Linked DNA regions of Triticum aestivum: region 2 is linked to region 1. Evidence: chromatin contacts called from public Hi-C data. All regions are on one chromosome and are shown on one strand. The core of a region is the stretch at or near the end of the contact, and the rest is flanking DNA. Distances in the headings are between cores, read along the strand shown. Region 1 has its middle 12 kb from the start of LOC123100462. Region 2 holds the start of LOC123098858 (trans-cinnamate:CoA ligase, peroxisomal).

Region 1 (3,411 bases), core at 719-3,218:
CTGAGACAATTCCTGGGGTTGTGGACTTCCATCCATGCTATTAGTCTGGATGAGCATGCCGAAGACTCCATCATTTGGAAGCATACGGTCTCAGGAGAATACACTGCTTCCTCTGCGTACAATGCGCAATTTCTATCTATCACTCGCACAAACATGTGCAAGGTTGTTTGGAAGACCTGGGGGCCCCCGAACGTCAAATTCCTCGCGTGGCTTGCTCTACAAAACAGGATTTGGACAGCTGACCGGTTGGCCAAGCGGGGGTGGCCAAACTGTGGCCCTTGTCCTCTTTGCCGCAGGGGCCTAGAAACTGTCGAGCACCTCTTCTTTGGCTGCCGCTACACGCTGAGGCTATGGGGCTTGGTGAAGGACTGGCTTCAGCTTGTCAGCTTGGACGTTGCAGTCTGGGCGAACTATAGGAGTATCAAGGACTGGTGGTTCGACATGGTCGCCACCCAGAGGATCCACGGAAGGGCGATGTCTTCCCTCACTATGCTAGTATGCAAGTCGATCTGGGACGAAAGGAACGCAAGGGTTTTTCGACGCAACTTTGCTCCTCCAACCATCCTTCTTCGCACCATCCAAAAAGCGGCGATTCTTTGGGCGACCGCGGGGGCGAAACATTTGGGCCACCGGGAGGGTAGTGCGGATGTGATATGCACCCCATGCTTGGGGCTTTTATTTTCTTGTCCTCTGCAACTTTGAAAGACCTTTTCCCTCTCCTAATTAATGAAAAGGGGCAAATCTTTTGCCCCACGTTTCAATTTTTTTTTGAATTAATAATGTAACAGCTAAAACTGGAATAAAAGTATTATATTTGATTTTGTTTAACAATTTATATTTGATTATTATAGTCGTAGAATAAATCTTGAATGTGCATAGCATGCATGTTGCATGTTATGGTGGCCCTTTTACATGCATAATGGCATGTCGGGATGGCATGGTTACATTTTGCAAGAAATATGTTAGCGATGATCATCACTATTCTCACAAAAGCGGGCAAGGCGGCTGCGGCTGTTGTGTTTTGAGGAGCTCAGAGTCGCGGTCGAGCGAGTGAACATGAGAGATAGAGAACGAGCCGGTTTGTTTAACAAGGCATGCAACAATGGCCATTTTATGTCTAACTTTTATGGCTAGATCAAGCGATCTGCTGTCGAAAACGTGCTGCGTCCGCTAGAAAATATTGCAACAATGGTATGCTGATGTGATGTCGATGAAAGATGTTACTGTGATATGTCTTAACTTTTTGTCCCTTTCGAGCCTTGCTGGCATATGTGCTAATACCATGGAAATATTTTGTACGTGTGGTGGTCGGACCACAAGCTTAAGAGAATATTTTTAATTGTTCATGCCTTATAGTATAGCCCACTTATAAAAACATATACCCTCTTTGATCCATATTAATTGCTAATATGGAGCGAAGGGGGTATTTGCTCTTTATGTATCTTGATATATGAATTATGACATATGTTGCATGAACTATGTCCTACTTCATATGTCATTTGAGCTATGTCTTTGTGTGTGATCTACGTCCTATGCATATGCGCATTGCATGAAGGAAGGAGAAATGGGGATTGCCGAGAGGACAAATGAAGCTCACCCTCTGCTTTCCGAGGACATATTCGAACATGTCCGCAGACATAAGTCGGAGAATTTTTATTTTTTTTGACACACCCTTGGAGATGCCTTTAACTACGCGGCCGGATATTCAACTGAGTGGCGAGCATGCAGAATGCCCATGGATCACGTGAAGCTAGTTAGCCGGGGAACGCAAACCTTTCCATCAATCTACATCAACGTAGAAATAAACCGACCAAACGGTCGCCGGTGTTCACACACCACAACGAGGCCGTGACCCGTGAGGCGTACGTACATATGTAGGCTATAGGCCAACGACGGTCGTGAGTTGTATGCATCGTCGCAGGTCCGCAACACATGATGTATACTTGCGCTCAAGATGGTCAACAGTCTACTCGTCTCCTCGTACAGTGCTAGTCCGGTCCGTTGTTCTTCCAGGTCCGCCCGGCGCGTACCTACTTGCGTGGTTACGGTCGCCGTCGCCGTCGCTTCCGGTGTCCTTCCAAACTCCCCGGTCGCCGTCGCATGAGGCGACAGCAGCTCGGCGTCATGGGCTGCATTTGGAAGGCCCACTTTGGTCTGTCAATTGGAACCCAAAACAAGAGTGCATGGCCCACGAGCTGATATGCCTGGTTGATTTACACCATTCTATACAGTTTTGTTCTGCCGATGGAGAAGAAAAAGAAGAGAAAGGAACCCATAGCCGAAACACTCCTTTCAAAGATCACTTCCACATTCTCAGGTTGCGACAAGTGGCACACTGCATGTGCGTCACTTCTAAAAATCCGAAAACACGTGAAGAAAAATAAAAAATAAAATCCAGAGGGAGCTCCCAGAGTGCGACACATGGCGGTGGCTGAGAACGCGTCTAGCCCACCCACAAGTGATCGTTGGGAGGCTTCTGAAGGAGCGCTCCTCCTCGATTAGTTGCTCTCGCCCATAGCATATTTTTTCCTTGACTTCGGAGGAGAATGGCCAGTATATGGGCAGAGCTCCTATACGCTGCCTGTGTGCGTCCGATTATCGCAGCTTCGCATAATCAATGCTCACACGGGCGAGCGCAATTATCACGAGGCAAGCAAAAATTCCATAAAATAGAAGTGCCTGCGTGGGATCGAACCACCGACCTCATGTTGGATTCTAGCGAGGCTAGCCCGGCTAACGACCTTGAACGGTATAAATGCAGTGTTAAGCTTAAAGTAGAAAGGACAGCGGCAAATCCTTAAAAAGACATTCAATGTTTTTATAAAATACATTGAACAAATTTTCAAATAGAGTAATTTTTTTGTAAAAAAATACTGAACAAATTTCAAATACACAAATGAACATTTTATAGTAAACGATGAACAATTTATTAATAAACGATGAACAAAATTTAAATACACAACAAGCATTTTCTAATATATGTTGAACAATTTAATAATACATGATGAACATTTTTATAATGTAAGGTGAACTATTTCATAATATACAATGAACATTTTCTTAATACGATGAAGATTTTTGTAATACCGTGTGAACTTTTTATATAATACGCAATAAAGAGAAGAAGAACATAAACAGAAAATAAAAAAGGAAGGTAAAAGAAACAAGATGAAAGGGAAAAAAAAGGAACCAAATCAAAAGAATGAAAAAATGGAACAAAACAACTGAAAATCGCCTAAAAGGCTAAAAAAACTAGGAGCAAAACAACATAAAAGAAAAATGAAATAAAACACTACAAGAAACAAGGAAACAACAGTGAACCAAATCCGCACGTGGGCCGGCCCAAGTGGTGACTCTCTTTAGCGAAGGCTCGTCCTTTGACACTTGCGGGCGCCAAATAGGATCCCGCGT
Region 2 (3,582 bases), core at 708-3,207, 100 kb before region 1:
GCTCGTCCCGGCGCCCTCCGCCGACCGTCTTCGTCGTCGGCTTCCCCTTCGTCTTCTGTGCCGGCGGCGCCACTGCCACGGCCGGCACCAGCTTCCGGGCCTCCTCCCGTAGCTTCACCTTCTCGACCTTGCCGAGCGCGTTCCTCGGGAGGACGTCCCAGACCACCACCTTCTTGGGCACCATGAAGCGCGACATGCGCTTGCGGCAGAAGGCCATCACGTCGTCCTCGCAGACCCCGGCCGCCTTGTCCTTGGCCACCACGAACGCGCACGGCGTCTCGCCCCAGTGCGCGTGCGGCATCGCGACCACCGCAGCGTCGGCCACGGCCGGGTGCCGGAACAGCGCCTCCTCCACCTCCTTGCTGCAGATGTTCTCGCCGCCGGAGATGATCACGTCCTTGGACCTGTCCTTGATCTCGATGTACCCGTCCGGGTGCACCACGCCGACGTCGCCCGTCATGAACCACCCGCCCCTGAACGCCTGCGCGTTCGCCTCCGGGTTGTTGAGGTACCCCTTCATGATGCTGCTGCCTCGGAGCACGATCTCGCCCAGCGTCTTCCCGTCGCGCGGCACCCTGGCCATCGCGTCGTCGTCGGTGACGACGTCGGCGTCGGCGAGTGACAGGACGCTGACGCCCTGCCGGGCCTTGAGGCGCGCGCGCTCCGAGATGGGCAGGTTGTCCCACTGGGCGCGCCACTCGCACGCCAGCGCGGGGCCCGTGGCCTCGGTGAGCCCGTAGGCGTGCGTTACGTTGAAGCCGATTTTCTCGACGCGCTCCAGCAGCGCGGCCGGCGGCGGGGCGCCGCCGGTGAGGACGTTGACGGGCTTCGCGAGCCGCGCGGTGGCGTCGCCACCCTCGAGGAGGATGTTGAAGACGACCGGCGCGCAGCACATGTGGGTGACGCCGTAGCGGGCGATGGCGCGGTAGACCTCGGCGGGGCGGTTCTCGCGGATGCAGACGTTGACGCCGCCGCGGGCCGCCATACCCCAGGTGAAGGTCCAGCCGTTGCAGTGGAACATGGGGAGCGTCCAGAGGTAGACCGGCTCGGTGCCGACCTCCCAGGACATGAGCAAACTGGTGGTGCTCAGGTACGCGCCGCGGTGGCTGTAGACCACGCCCTTGGGGGCGGACGTGGTGCCGGACGTATAGTTGAGCGTGACCGCGTCCCACTCGTCCTGGAGCTGCGGGAGCTCCACCGTGGGGTCACCGTGCGCGACAAGCGCCTCGTACTCGAGCTCGCCGAGGCGGACGCCGGTGGGGCGGTCGAGGTCGTCGATGACGGCGACGAGCGGGACGGGCGCGCCGGCAGCGGCGAGCAGCTGGAGCGCGTCGCTGGCGAGGCGCACGTAGTCGTAGTCGACGAAGAAGAGCTTGGCCTCGGCGTGGCGCAGGATGGCGGCGACGGCGGCGGCGTCGAGGCGGGTGTTGACGGTGTTGAGCACGGCGCCGGCCATGGGCACCGCGAAGTGCATCTCGTAGAGGGCGGGCACGTTGGGCGCGAGCACGGAGACCACGTCGTTCTTGCGGACGCCGAGGGTGAGGAGCAGGGAGGAGGCGAGGCGGCGGCAGCGCTCGTGGGTCTGGCTCCAGGTGAAGCGCACCCGGCCGTAGACGAGGGAGGCGCGGTCGCCGTAGACGGCATTGGCGCGCGGCAGGAAGCCCACCGGGCTGAGGGGCGCGTAGTTGGCCGCGAGCTTGGGGAGCTGGTCCATGTCCTCCGCGGCGAAAACGGCTGTGTCCTGAAACGGGTAGGGGTGTCGGGCTGCCGGCTCCGTATGGGTGCTGGCTAGTGGCAGCAGACAGCAGTGGCCTTGTGGGCTGGAGCAGTAGGCGGTGTGGGGGAGGGAGTGATTCGGACAGTGGAGGGCTGCCGCTGTTTATATAGTGGTTGGAGCAAATGTGATTTGCGTTTGGGGGTGGTGCAGAGGCAGAGGCAGGGCGGGGGCACGCGGTCCGGGGAGAAAAGAAAGGGAAATTGTTGGGGTCGGGGTCGGGGTTTGCGGGGAAAATGAAGTGAAGACACGGGCGCTTGACCACAGCTTTGACGAGCGAGCCACGATATTTCACACGCGCGCACGTCTCGCTCGGCCGGGCAGGTATTGGGAGCTTCGTTTTCCCGGGCCGGAACGCCAGACGCCAGGCCACCGGTGACCGGACTGTTCATGCTAGTGGGCAGGGAGTAGTGACCGGTCGATGCGGTGCGGCACACCGGGCTGGCTGGTGGCGGCACGATGGATCAGGTGACGTAGCACTCCTGTGGTTATTAGGGCATCTCCAACGCCGACCCTCGTACCACCTCCATAAGTTCGCATCATACGGCCCGAACACGGTTTGCCATGCAGTGGGGGTCCGTATCGATCCGCCGACCAGTCTAGACATATTTTTTTCGACAAAATGGAGACAAACGTGAGAGACTTAACCGGAGTCCGGACAGCAGCCACGTACGCCTCCGACACTCCTGCCCTCTCAAAACCATTACCGGACTCGCGCTTCCATCCACCTTATTTTTTGTCCTTCTTTCTCTCTTGCTTTTGCCACTGCTCCACCACCCCCGCTGTCACGCCATACCCCTGTCGAAACGCTACGTCTCCGTCAGCTCCAGCGTTCTAGCCGGGCTCCACCCCACTTCCCCTCAGTCGCCGTTCAACCCCTCTCCTCCGACGGCTCTGCCAGGTACCATCCACTACTGCTAGACTCACCACGCTCGGCAATTGTTCGATGATTTGCCGAGCTAAAAAAGTTGTCCCTTCTTTCAAACAATGGGATTTGGAGATCTTGTGGGAGGTGATGACACGTTGTGTGATCAAGCAAAACATGATCGTCGAGAATGAGGATGAGGATGCTGCCGCAGCTCTAGAATTTGAAAACATGGCTTATCCAACAGAACTTCCAGACCAGAATCCGACCACATTTGAAGAGTTTATTCACATGCATCAACAAATTTGGCATTGAGCAACTCACGAGCAACTGAAGGAAAATCTGATTGAGCATCTGTGGGCGGTTAAAAGGGACAACAACGTTGGAATGTAATATTTGAGCTTTTTAAAATTTGAACTACTAATGCATGTGGCTATTTGAACGTCTGTACTCTATGCATGCAGCTATTTAAACGTTTGTACTCTATGTATGCGGCTATTTGAATGTGTGGACTTTCAAAAAAAAAGGAACAACCTCCTGCATACGTGTCCGCGGACGAATGTGAGAGAAAATTTGCGGGCCGCGTTGAAGATGCCCTTAAGCTCTTCTTATTTATTTTTAGATTAGTTAAGCTCTTTTAGGACATACACTTTCTCACAGCGAAAGTATGCGAGATCCAGGTGGGCCCCGGTGCACTAAGGTGCGAAGAGTTTTTGTTTTACACAGTACATGTGTATACGTTTATCATTACGAATACACTTACTTCTATAAACGCACGTATACGGACCCTCTTTCTGAGGACTCACAAGAGACTGATCAGCAAATCATCACGAAAGTTGATTAGTCTTTGTGAGACCGACGTAATAATACTTTTCCCCTCTTACAAAGTGGATAGCAACCAAGTCTAATCGGACTAGGTATTTCCTCGGTTATTTAACCCTCC

The links. Hi-C and Micro-C count contacts between places; a contact is called where the count stands out from the background.
Region 2: a Hi-C map of leaf shows a contact between it and region 1, with 10 times the contacts expected there. The contact joins the promoter of LOC123098858 here to the enhancer-like site in region 1. A contact is called at or near these places in 3 of 5 Hi-C or Micro-C datasets (leaf and root).

What each region holds. Positions count from the first base shown.
Region 1 is chr4D:483,980,453-483,983,863 of IWGSC CS RefSeq v2.1, reverse strand. No RefSeq gene overlaps it. Among protein-coding and RNA genes, the nearest start is that of LOC123100462, 12 kb to the right of the region's middle. Within about 2 kb of position 1,968, at least 1 of the 8 cell types and tissues checked has an H3K27ac peak or open chromatin away from gene starts, as enhancers often do. A contact at or near this core is called in leaf, where this site is marked.
Region 2 is chr4D:484,081,645-484,085,226 of IWGSC CS RefSeq v2.1, reverse strand. LOC123098858 (trans-cinnamate:CoA ligase, peroxisomal) reads right to left here and starts at 1,957. Exons shown (of 1, transcript XM_044520936.1): 1 at 1-1,957. The coding sequence starts at 1,714.